Regions from separate parts of the Ovis aries genome. Here region 2 is linked to region 1. The links are chromatin contacts, called in public Hi-C maps. All regions are on one chromosome and are shown on one strand. The core of a region is the stretch at or near the end of the contact, and the rest is flanking DNA. Distances in the headings are between cores, read along the strand shown.

What was found. Hi-C and Micro-C count contacts between places; a contact is called where the count stands out from the background.
Region 2: a Hi-C map of omental adipose tissue shows a contact between it and region 1, with 1.7 times the contacts expected there. The contact joins the promoter of VIM here to the enhancer-like site in region 1. A contact is called at or near these places in 2 of 16 Hi-C or Micro-C datasets (omental adipose tissue and skin fibroblasts).

Annotation. Positions count from the first base shown.
Region 1 is chr13:30,888,240-30,892,738 of ARS-UI_Ramb_v3.0, forward strand. All of the region lies in intron 17 of CUBN (cubilin), which reads right to left. Among named protein-coding and RNA genes, the nearest start is that of CUBN, 45 kb to the right of the region's middle. Within about 2 kb of position 2,517, at least 4 of the 54 cell types and tissues checked have an H3K27ac peak or open chromatin away from gene starts, as enhancers often do.
Region 2 is chr13:31,053,426-31,057,924 of ARS-UI_Ramb_v3.0, forward strand. It overlaps VIM (vimentin), which reads left to right and starts at 2,701. Exons shown (of 9, transcript XM_004014247.6): 1 at 2,701-3,410; 2 at 4,051-4,111. The coding sequence starts at 2,848. TRDMT1 (tRNA aspartic acid methyltransferase 1) reads right to left here and starts at 1,548. Exons shown (of 12, transcript XM_042230590.2): 1 at 1,466-1,548.

The DNA of each region.
Region 1 (4,499 bases), core at 1,267-3,766:
TCCTACATGATTGCAAATTCCAGTATGTCAGCTGCTGCCACCCCCTCTCCTCCTCCTCCCATTGTAGTCATTGGAATCACCGTCACGTTAATTTTCATTTCCTGGTGTGCCAGACACGGTGCTAAGAACATTCTAATAGTTTCCCTTTTCACTGAGCAAAGCTCAGTACATTTACACCCGTGTACAAAGCCCTACAAAATTTAGTTCCTGTGTAACTCCTGTTTCTCTCTACATCACCTCTGTTGATTCTAGCCACATAGTCTATTTTCAATTCTTCATATTTGTCATGTTTTTTTTTCTTAGTTCCTCCTTCTCCTAGATCTTTGCATTTCTAATCCCTTCTCATCTTCAAACTCAAAATGTGACATCCTTAGGGAAGCTACCTCTAACATTCAACTAAAGGCATCAGTCCTGTTATTTTCACTCATATATTTCTTTCCTTCATGATACTTTTCCCACCTTGAAAGTATGTAATTGTATGCTTGCATGTTTAATATCTCTGTGCTTTATACACCCATCCCCAACACAGAACCTGGGATGAATGTTGTTTGATTAACCATGCAGAGAATGAATAGATAAGTGAGTGAATGACCTCTTCTAATTATTCTATAAAGAATAGTATTACTGTTCCTATTATGGATGAAGAAGTTGAGTTTAACTGATGTTAAATATCTTGCCTTTAGTGAAACAGAGAGTCAAAGTCCTTTCTCATGTTTCCATGCCATATTGTTCCATTTATACCAGAGAGTGCTGGCCATCCTCTTGATGTGCTCCAATAGTTTGGAGCTTTCTTTCTTTTTCTTTCTCTTTCTTCCTTCCTTTTTTATTATTGACTGTGCTGGGTCTTTGTTGATGCATCTGGGCTTTCTCTAGTTGTTGCAAGCAGGGGCTACTCTCTAGTTGCAGTGGACAGGCTTCTCATGGAAGTGGCTTTTCTTGTTGTGGAGCACAGGCTCTAGGACACGTGGGCTCACTAGTTGTGGTTCCCAGGCTCTAGAGCACAGGCTCCAGAGAAGGTGATGGCACCCCACTCCAGTCCTCTTGCCTGGAAAATCCCATGGACAGAGGAACCTGGTAGGCTGTAGTCCATGGGGTCGCAAAGAGTCGGACATGACTGAGCAACTTCACTTTCACTTTTCACTTTCATGCATTGGAGAAGGAAATGGCAACCCACTCCAGTATTCTTGCCTGGAGAATCCCAGGGACAGGGGAGCCTGGTGGGCTGCCGTCTGTGGGGTTGCACAGAGTCGGACACGACTGAAGCGACTTAGTAGCAGCAGAGCACAGGCTCAATAGCTGTGGCTCATTGGCTTACTGCTCTGTGGCATGTGGGGTATTTCTGAATCAGGGATCTAACCCACATCTCCTTCATTGGCAGGAGAATTCTTTACCACTGAGTCACCAGGAAAGCCCCTGGAGTTTTCTTGATGATCTTGATTTCCATAGCTCCTCTTCTCACTCACTGCTCTCCATCTCACTAGTTCCATGGGGTTTGTGATCTCCACATAAGCACACAACTCCTCTACACACAGGAAGGATTTATGCCATACAATCCCTTGAAACTCCAAACCTAGGTGGTTCTACCATCTCAGTCTATTCCCTGGCTCCCACCATGCCAATGGGTAGAACTGTTTTCACCTGAACAATAGTATATTTTATCACTTCATTAAAAAGCATCAGGATGACAAAGCAATTTTGGAAAAACTGTGCTGACAACAAAAGTGCTAAGAAACCAGCCAAATGTTTCTAGTCTCTGCCAAAACTCCAAATCCAATATGCTAAGAATGCAAGTTACTGGACATCGCCTGATGTCCTCTTTCTTTCTGCCATTCTCTGGAAAGACACTTCTTTGAACTAAAATTGATTTCAACCTGTGCTTCACTAGAAAATGGTGCTACTCTGGTGTATCTGCTTGCTGCAGCTGCATTCCAGCTTCATTTGTCAGAGGTCTTACTCTTTCTCTGCCATTTGGGTTTACGTCCTTAAGGACTTTTCTGTGAATCACCACAGTCATGAGGCTCTGACCAACACATCCCTTTGAGCGTACTCAGTGAACTGAGGCAGACGGGAAGTCACGGACCTCCCTCACCCAATTCTGAGGCTGGAGCTGAACAGCTCTGCTGCCTGACAAAGAGCAAAAAGAGGTCCTCTGTGAATCTGAAGTCATCCCAAGACCTGTGGGGAGTGGGGAGATCTGTGCAGGGCCCAGCCGGGAGCAGTGGGAGTGGAGGAGAGGAAGGAGGGAGGGAGGAGGTGATGAGGGGTTCAGAGGGAAGACCGGTCTTCAGTGTTCCAGCTGACTGCACTTTCCCCCTTCCCCATTAATTTTATTATTTCTTTAAAATCTTAAAGATTTTACCTTATTTTGATATGTAGCACTTTCTTTTTACTTTCTACATTGTCTTTCATTTCACTTTCTATTTCCTTCCTTAACCCAGTAATTACTCAGGAGAGTGTTTACAGCTTTTCAAGAAGTCAGACATTTAAATCTTTTAGCAGTTATTTCTACTTGCATCTCATTATACAGAGATGTACAATTTCTGCATTGTGATTTGCTGGGATTGGCAAGAGGTCTAAAATATGATTAATCTGTCAATCAGTGAGACTTGTAGAATGGGTACCCATGCCCTAGATTTCAGAAGCCAAATTTAGTGCTACTTACTTCTCCCTGTCTTATTAATCATAGTTTGTTTTTATTTTTCTTTCTTCTTCTAAGAAGGAACAACTTCCCCAGAGGCCTCCTGTTTCCCCAGAAGGCTCCTCTCCTCCCCCTTCCCTTTCCTGTCTTGGTGGGGAGGGAACAGATGATGTGGGATGGGTCAAGGAGATCTAGTGAGGTGAACAGTTGTATTCATTTCCTTCCATACCCCATTTCAAGCCCTGCCGGCAGCATCACACAAGCTTCTGAGATTATTATTCAGCCTAGTACTTGCATTCTCTGGGATTAAAATTGAACTTTCATTACTACCTTATGTGTCCTTCACTCAGACTTCTGATGACTTACATCACTTATGGAATATTAATTAGGTGCTGCTTTTTATTCTGGAAAGATAGTTCTGTCACATTTGTTGAACTAGTCTCTGCAATTTAAAAGCTCTCTTAACAAAACAGGAGGACTAACAGTTGATCTATTCTTACTGTACTTATTCTTTTGTTACGAGCCACATCACATTACCCATGGGTAATATACATTTTTAGAAGTGGAAACTTTAGCTGAGAGAGTGATATAAGTCCACAAATTAAAGTATAAATGTGCGTTTCTTGTTTTAAAAGAAGACAGATATGCTATACTGAATGTGGCAATACCACATTTATGATCCTTTGCAGTTAAATTTTATTCTCAAATAAACATTTATGGAGCTTTCTTACTGAACACAAAGTCTTTCCAAACCACACTACATGGGAAAGAGGCATAATAGAGATTGACATTTTAATCTATGTTTAAAGGACATATTCACATGGCAACAAGAAATCTGGAATTACAAAATGAGAAGATTTGGGATTCTTAGAAATACATCTCAGTTTAGTTCAGTTCAGTCACTCAGTCGTGTCTGACTCTTTGTGACCCCATGAACTGCAGCCTGTCAGGCCTCTCTGTCCATCACCAACTCCTGGAGTTTATTCAAACTTATGTCCATTGAGTCAGTGATGCCATACAACCATCTTATCCTCTGTTGTCCCCTTCTTCTCCTGCCTTCAATCTTTCCCAGCATCTATTCCCACTCATGGAAAAAGCAAGAGAGTTCCAGAAAACATCTATTTCTGCTTTATTGACTATGCCAAAGCCTTTGACTGTGTGGATCACAATAAACTGTGGAAAATTCTGAAAGAGATGGGAATACCAGACCACCTAACCTGCCTCTTGAGAAATCTGTATGCAGGTCAGGAAGCAACAGTTAGAACTGGACATGGAACAACAGACTGGTTCCAAATAGGAAAAAGAGTACGTCAAGGCTGTATATTGTCACCCTGCTTATTTAATTTCTATGTAGAGTACATCATGAGAAACGCTGGACTGGAAGAAACACAAGCTGGAACCAAGATTGCCGGGAGAAATATCAATAACCTCAGATATGCAGATGACACCACCCTTATGGCAGAAAGTGAAGAGGAACTAAAAAGCCTCTTGATGAAAGTGAAAGAGGAGAGTGAACAAGTTGGCTTAAAGCTCAACATTCAGAAAATGAAGATCATGGCATCCGGTCCCATCACTTCATGGCAAATAGATGGGGAAACAGTGGAAACAGTGTCAGACTTTATTTTGGGGGGCTCCAAAATCACTGCAGATGGTGACTGCAGCCATGAAATTAAAATACACTTACTCCTTGGAAGAAAAGTTATGACCAACCTAGATAGTATATTCAAAAGCAGAGACATTACTTTGCTGACTAAGGTCCGTCTAGTCAAGGCTATGGTTTTTCCTGTGGTCATGTATGGATGTGAGAGTTGGACTGTGAAGAAGGCTGAGTGCCGAAGAATTGATGCGTTTGAACTGTGGT
Region 2 (4,499 bases), core at 1,451-3,950, 170 kb after region 1:
TGTCCTTTATAAGAAAGAAAGAGACCACAACCTGCACTCTTTCTGCCAAGGGAGGGCAAAACAAGAAGGTCATCCGCAAACCAGCAAGCAGACTCTCATCACACACTAAATTGGCTGGCACCTTGATCTTGGACTTTCTGCTTCCAGAGCCGGAAGCAATAAATGTTTGTTGCTTAAGTCACCCAGTTTACTCAAGACAGCAAGTGAACATATCACAATCCTGAGAATACAGATATGGAACAGGTTAGAAAGGAGAAGGGATGCCCCTGAGATGATGAGGAGGGCCAGCGGCCACCCCAGAGGAAGCCACCATAGGCCTGAGGAATTTGCTGTGGTCACCAACAGGGCACCCTGCCACACCGCACCAGGGCCTTGCCCTCATTTTCCATAGTGAGTCAGACAGCAAGCGTCCTCTGACAGCACCAGCGCATTGCCCTGGGATCAGCATTTTAGGTGGGAGTAAGATTCACCCTCCCTTCCCCCAGAGGGAGATGGCTTTTTTCTCATCCTAAGGTTCCGTGCAAACTCACAATGGTGACATTTGTTGAGCAGTGGCTTGAATAAAGGGCTCTCAGAGAGCAAGAGGGTAACACGGAGCCTGAGCGGGTCTGCCTGAGTGGGTCTGCCAGAGCGCCATGCCCCAGGAATGCTCAAGAGGGACCCGCAGCCTTCCAGAGAAGGAGAGAGTTAAGGATGTCCTCAACAGGGGAGCTGCTGCTCAAGCTTGTTGGCTCCATTTGCCAGAACTGAAATGTGGTAAACAAAATATTGCCTAAAAGAGGCTTCTACAGAAATAAACCCTTCATTTGGTTCTAAACTATTTTTCTTAAATGCCAGGTAACCTTCAGTACTCCCCTTTCAAAACAAACAAAAATCAGAGAAAAGGATTTACCTCTTCCTATCCTACCCCCCTCTCCATTCACTACAGAATCAAGAGGCTTTTATTTTAACAGTGGTTTGGGGGTTAATCCTTTCAATACTCCTTCAGTCTTGTAAATATAAACAAACAAAAAACCTCTGAATTTTAAATTGCTGTAGGTATCACTAAAAGACTGTTTTGGATTTTCTTTGTCTCTCTTTGGGGGTAACCATTCTGTTCTTCCTGTTACTAACATTACAACAAAAACCTAGTTGAGGGATTTATCTAAAAAGGTTTTGGTGTTAAGAGTCTGAACACTCCCTTGGCACCCTACACTAAAACATTTTGCCCCGTATTCAATTTTGTTTCTCTCACTTTAAGTCCAACTGCAGGAATTCTGGAAAATCGACCAACGGACCAGTGACTTTTCCCCGACAAGACACCAGAATCCTGCAGAATGCATCAGTCCCTGCAAACATTCTATCATCTGAGGCTAACTAGCTGCCTTTCTAACTAATCATTTAATCAACTAACTGCCTTTCATTCACCAAATTAAACATTTAAAGTATCACCTAATTCATTCTTATAATTAGCGCAGGTTTATACCTTGAATGACTTCCGCAACAGCAGAAAAACCAGAGATCAATTTGATTGTGCAGCTGCGGACGCAGAGCTTCCTCCTTCACCCCAAACTTCCAGATCCTGTTAAAAGTCGGGTGTGGTTTTATGGGGGGAGGGGGAGGCCGAGAGGGGACCAGGGAGAAGAGTGAGGGGGAACTTGGCAAGAACCTCCCCGGAGTGCATTTGTGATGCCCCAGACCCGCGTTCGGCGCTTATAGAATGTGTGCAGAAGTTTCTTACTACAGAGAAGCCTGCATATCGGAGCAAAATCTGGCTTTGTCGGGTTCTTAAGAACTCAGGCGCGCGCTAGTCTTCACGCAGGCGAACTGCCCACGAGAAAGCTGAGGCCCAGCTCGAAGTTGTGTTAAACTTCGACAAACTGTGCGCGCAGGCCCGGGGAGGCTGGAGTCAATCTCGTCTAACGGTTTCCCTGTACCGCTAGGAGCCTTCGGCGGGACAGCCGGGTGCAGTGACTCAGTGCCAGTGACTCAGCGACCCCACCCTTCTCCCCCAGGCTTTCCTCGGCCGCCGCCTCGAAGCGCGCACCGTCCAAAGGGGACCCAGTCCGTTAGGTCCCTGAACAGGAATTCCCAAGACAAGAGGACGAAGAGAGACGGGGTCCGCATCAGATCCTCTTTCGAAGCGGGCTGTGCACACACTCCTGCGCGGGGCCCAAGCCCTGCGTCCAGAGCTGTGCGCGCCCCCACCTCGCGCTCTAATCTCAGGCCCTCTTTGTTTCTTTCTCCACGCCTCCAGTTCTGCGGGATCCTGCACTCCCCCTCCTCCTGCTTCTTGGCCCGCGGGGCTCCGCATCCTCTCTCTCCCAGTAAAGCGCAACCCAGCTGCGGCGCGCCCCTCCCACCCGCGCGCCTCCTCCTACAGCTCTTTGGCGCGGAGCCCGGGACCCCTCTGGTCCAGTCCTGGCGGGTTCCCCCTGCACCACTGCGCGACCCCTCCTTTATCAGCACCCAGAGGTGAGCAGAGCTCGGGCCACCATCAGGAAAGCCCCTGAAAGTCCCAGCCCAGCTAAGAAGTAACGGGGCTGTGCTCAGTCCCCGTTGGGGAAGATGGGGGAGGAGGACGGCTCCGGGGCGCCCCCGCCCCAACCCCCCGCCCAGCCTTCCCCATTGGCTGGCGCACTCCGTCGCCGGGATGGCAGTGGGAGGGAACCCTCTTACCTAACGCGGTTATAAAAACTGCGCCCCGCGCGGGGTCCGGTCCTCTGCCACTCTCGCTCCGGGCTCCCCGCGCCAGAGACGCAGCACCGCTCCCTCTGCCCACACCCACCGCGCCCTCGCGCTCGCCTCTTCTCCCGGAGCCAGTCCGTGCTACCGCAGTCGCCCAGTCCACCGCCACCCTCTGCAGCCATGTCCACCAGGTCCGTGTCCTCGTCCTCCTACCGCAGGATGTTCGGCGGCCCAGGCACCGCGAGCCGGCCGAGCTCCACCCGGAGCTACGTGACCACGTCCACCCGCACCTACAGCCTGGGCAGTGCGCTGCGCCCCTCCACCAGCCGCACCCTCTACACCTCGTCCCCGGGTGGCGTGTACGCCACGCGCTCCTCGGCTGTGCGCCTGCGGAGCGGCGTGCCCGGCGTGCGGCTGCTGCAGGACTCGGTGGACTTCTCGTTGGCCGACGCCATCAACACCGAGTTCAAGAACACCCGCACCAACGAGAAGGTGGAGCTGCAGGAGCTCAATGACCGCTTCGCCAACTACATCGACAAGGTGCGCTTCCTGGAGCAGCAGAACAAGATCCTGCTGGCTGAGCTCGAGCAGCTCAAGGGACAGGGCAAGTCGCGCCTGGGGGACCTCTACGAGGAGGAGATGCGAGAGCTGCGCCGGCAGGTGGACCAGCTCACCAACGACAAGGCCCGCGTCGAGGTGGAGCGCGACAACCTGGCCGAAGACATCATGAGGCTCCGGGAGAAGTAAGGCGGCGCCCACGCGGGGCTGAGGGAGGGATGAAGTGGATACCGGAGCTGCCACGCCCTTGGGGATGTGGCCCGGGCGGCGGCTGCCGGGGGTGGGGGTGGGGGACAGCGGGGGAGCAGGGTTGTGGCTTAAGCGGTGCGGGCCCCGCCCTGAACCAGAATCTTCCAAGTTAGCATTTTCCCTCTACCCCGACTCATTGCCCAAGAACGCACGTTTCAAGTTGCAGACTTTTAAAAACTACCACTGTGTACTCTGCTGCTGCTGCTGCTGCTAAGGCCCTAGAAAAGGATGAACGCGATTTCCCCAAACTTTGAGAAAGTTTCCTGTCCCCCTCTGGCTGGCTGCCAGCCAACGGGCCGTGGAGAGAGCGAGACAAAGGGATTGTAGAGTCTCCGCGGTGAGGTGGTGGCGGGCGTCTCGCAGGTCGGGGTGGCGACAGTGATTGCTTTTCCACGCAGAGGCCAAGGTCCCGCTTAAACTTGCCTAGGACAGCAGGTCTAAGCCGCGGTCGCTAATTGAGCGCGGAGGTGGCGCAGCAACCCTTGGGTCTCTGCGCCACGACTGGGTGTTTGGGTGTGGTCGCCCCGCCCCTGGCGGTTTCCCGGTTCCCCTGTGGTTAATCTGAAACTGTTTCAGGTTGCAGGAGGAGATGCTTCAGAGAGAGGAAGCCGAGAGCACTCTGCAGTCTTTCAGACAGGTTGGTAGATTCCGTTCCTACTCGAAGCCACGGGACGCCACCCTCCCGCCCAACCCACGAGCAATTCTAAAAGTTTCTTAACCCAAGTCTGAATCATACAAAACTTCACGTCTGCGCGCCAAGCCCCCTAGTGGCAGAGAGACCGCAGTTCTGGATAAAAGCCCTTGAATGATTAAACCGTTCCGTAGGACATGGTCTTTAACATTTTTTAATTTGTTTCAAGATTCTTTTCCCAAGAAATCATTTTTTTTTCCGTTTCGTGTTTGCAACACGTTGATATTTTGATTTTGAAGAGTTACAGTTTGATTTAGGTTGCGGTTTTGCCAAAGTTGACTACCTTTTACAAGGCCACAAAAAGCACAATTCTGCCCTGTAGTTTTAGATGTGA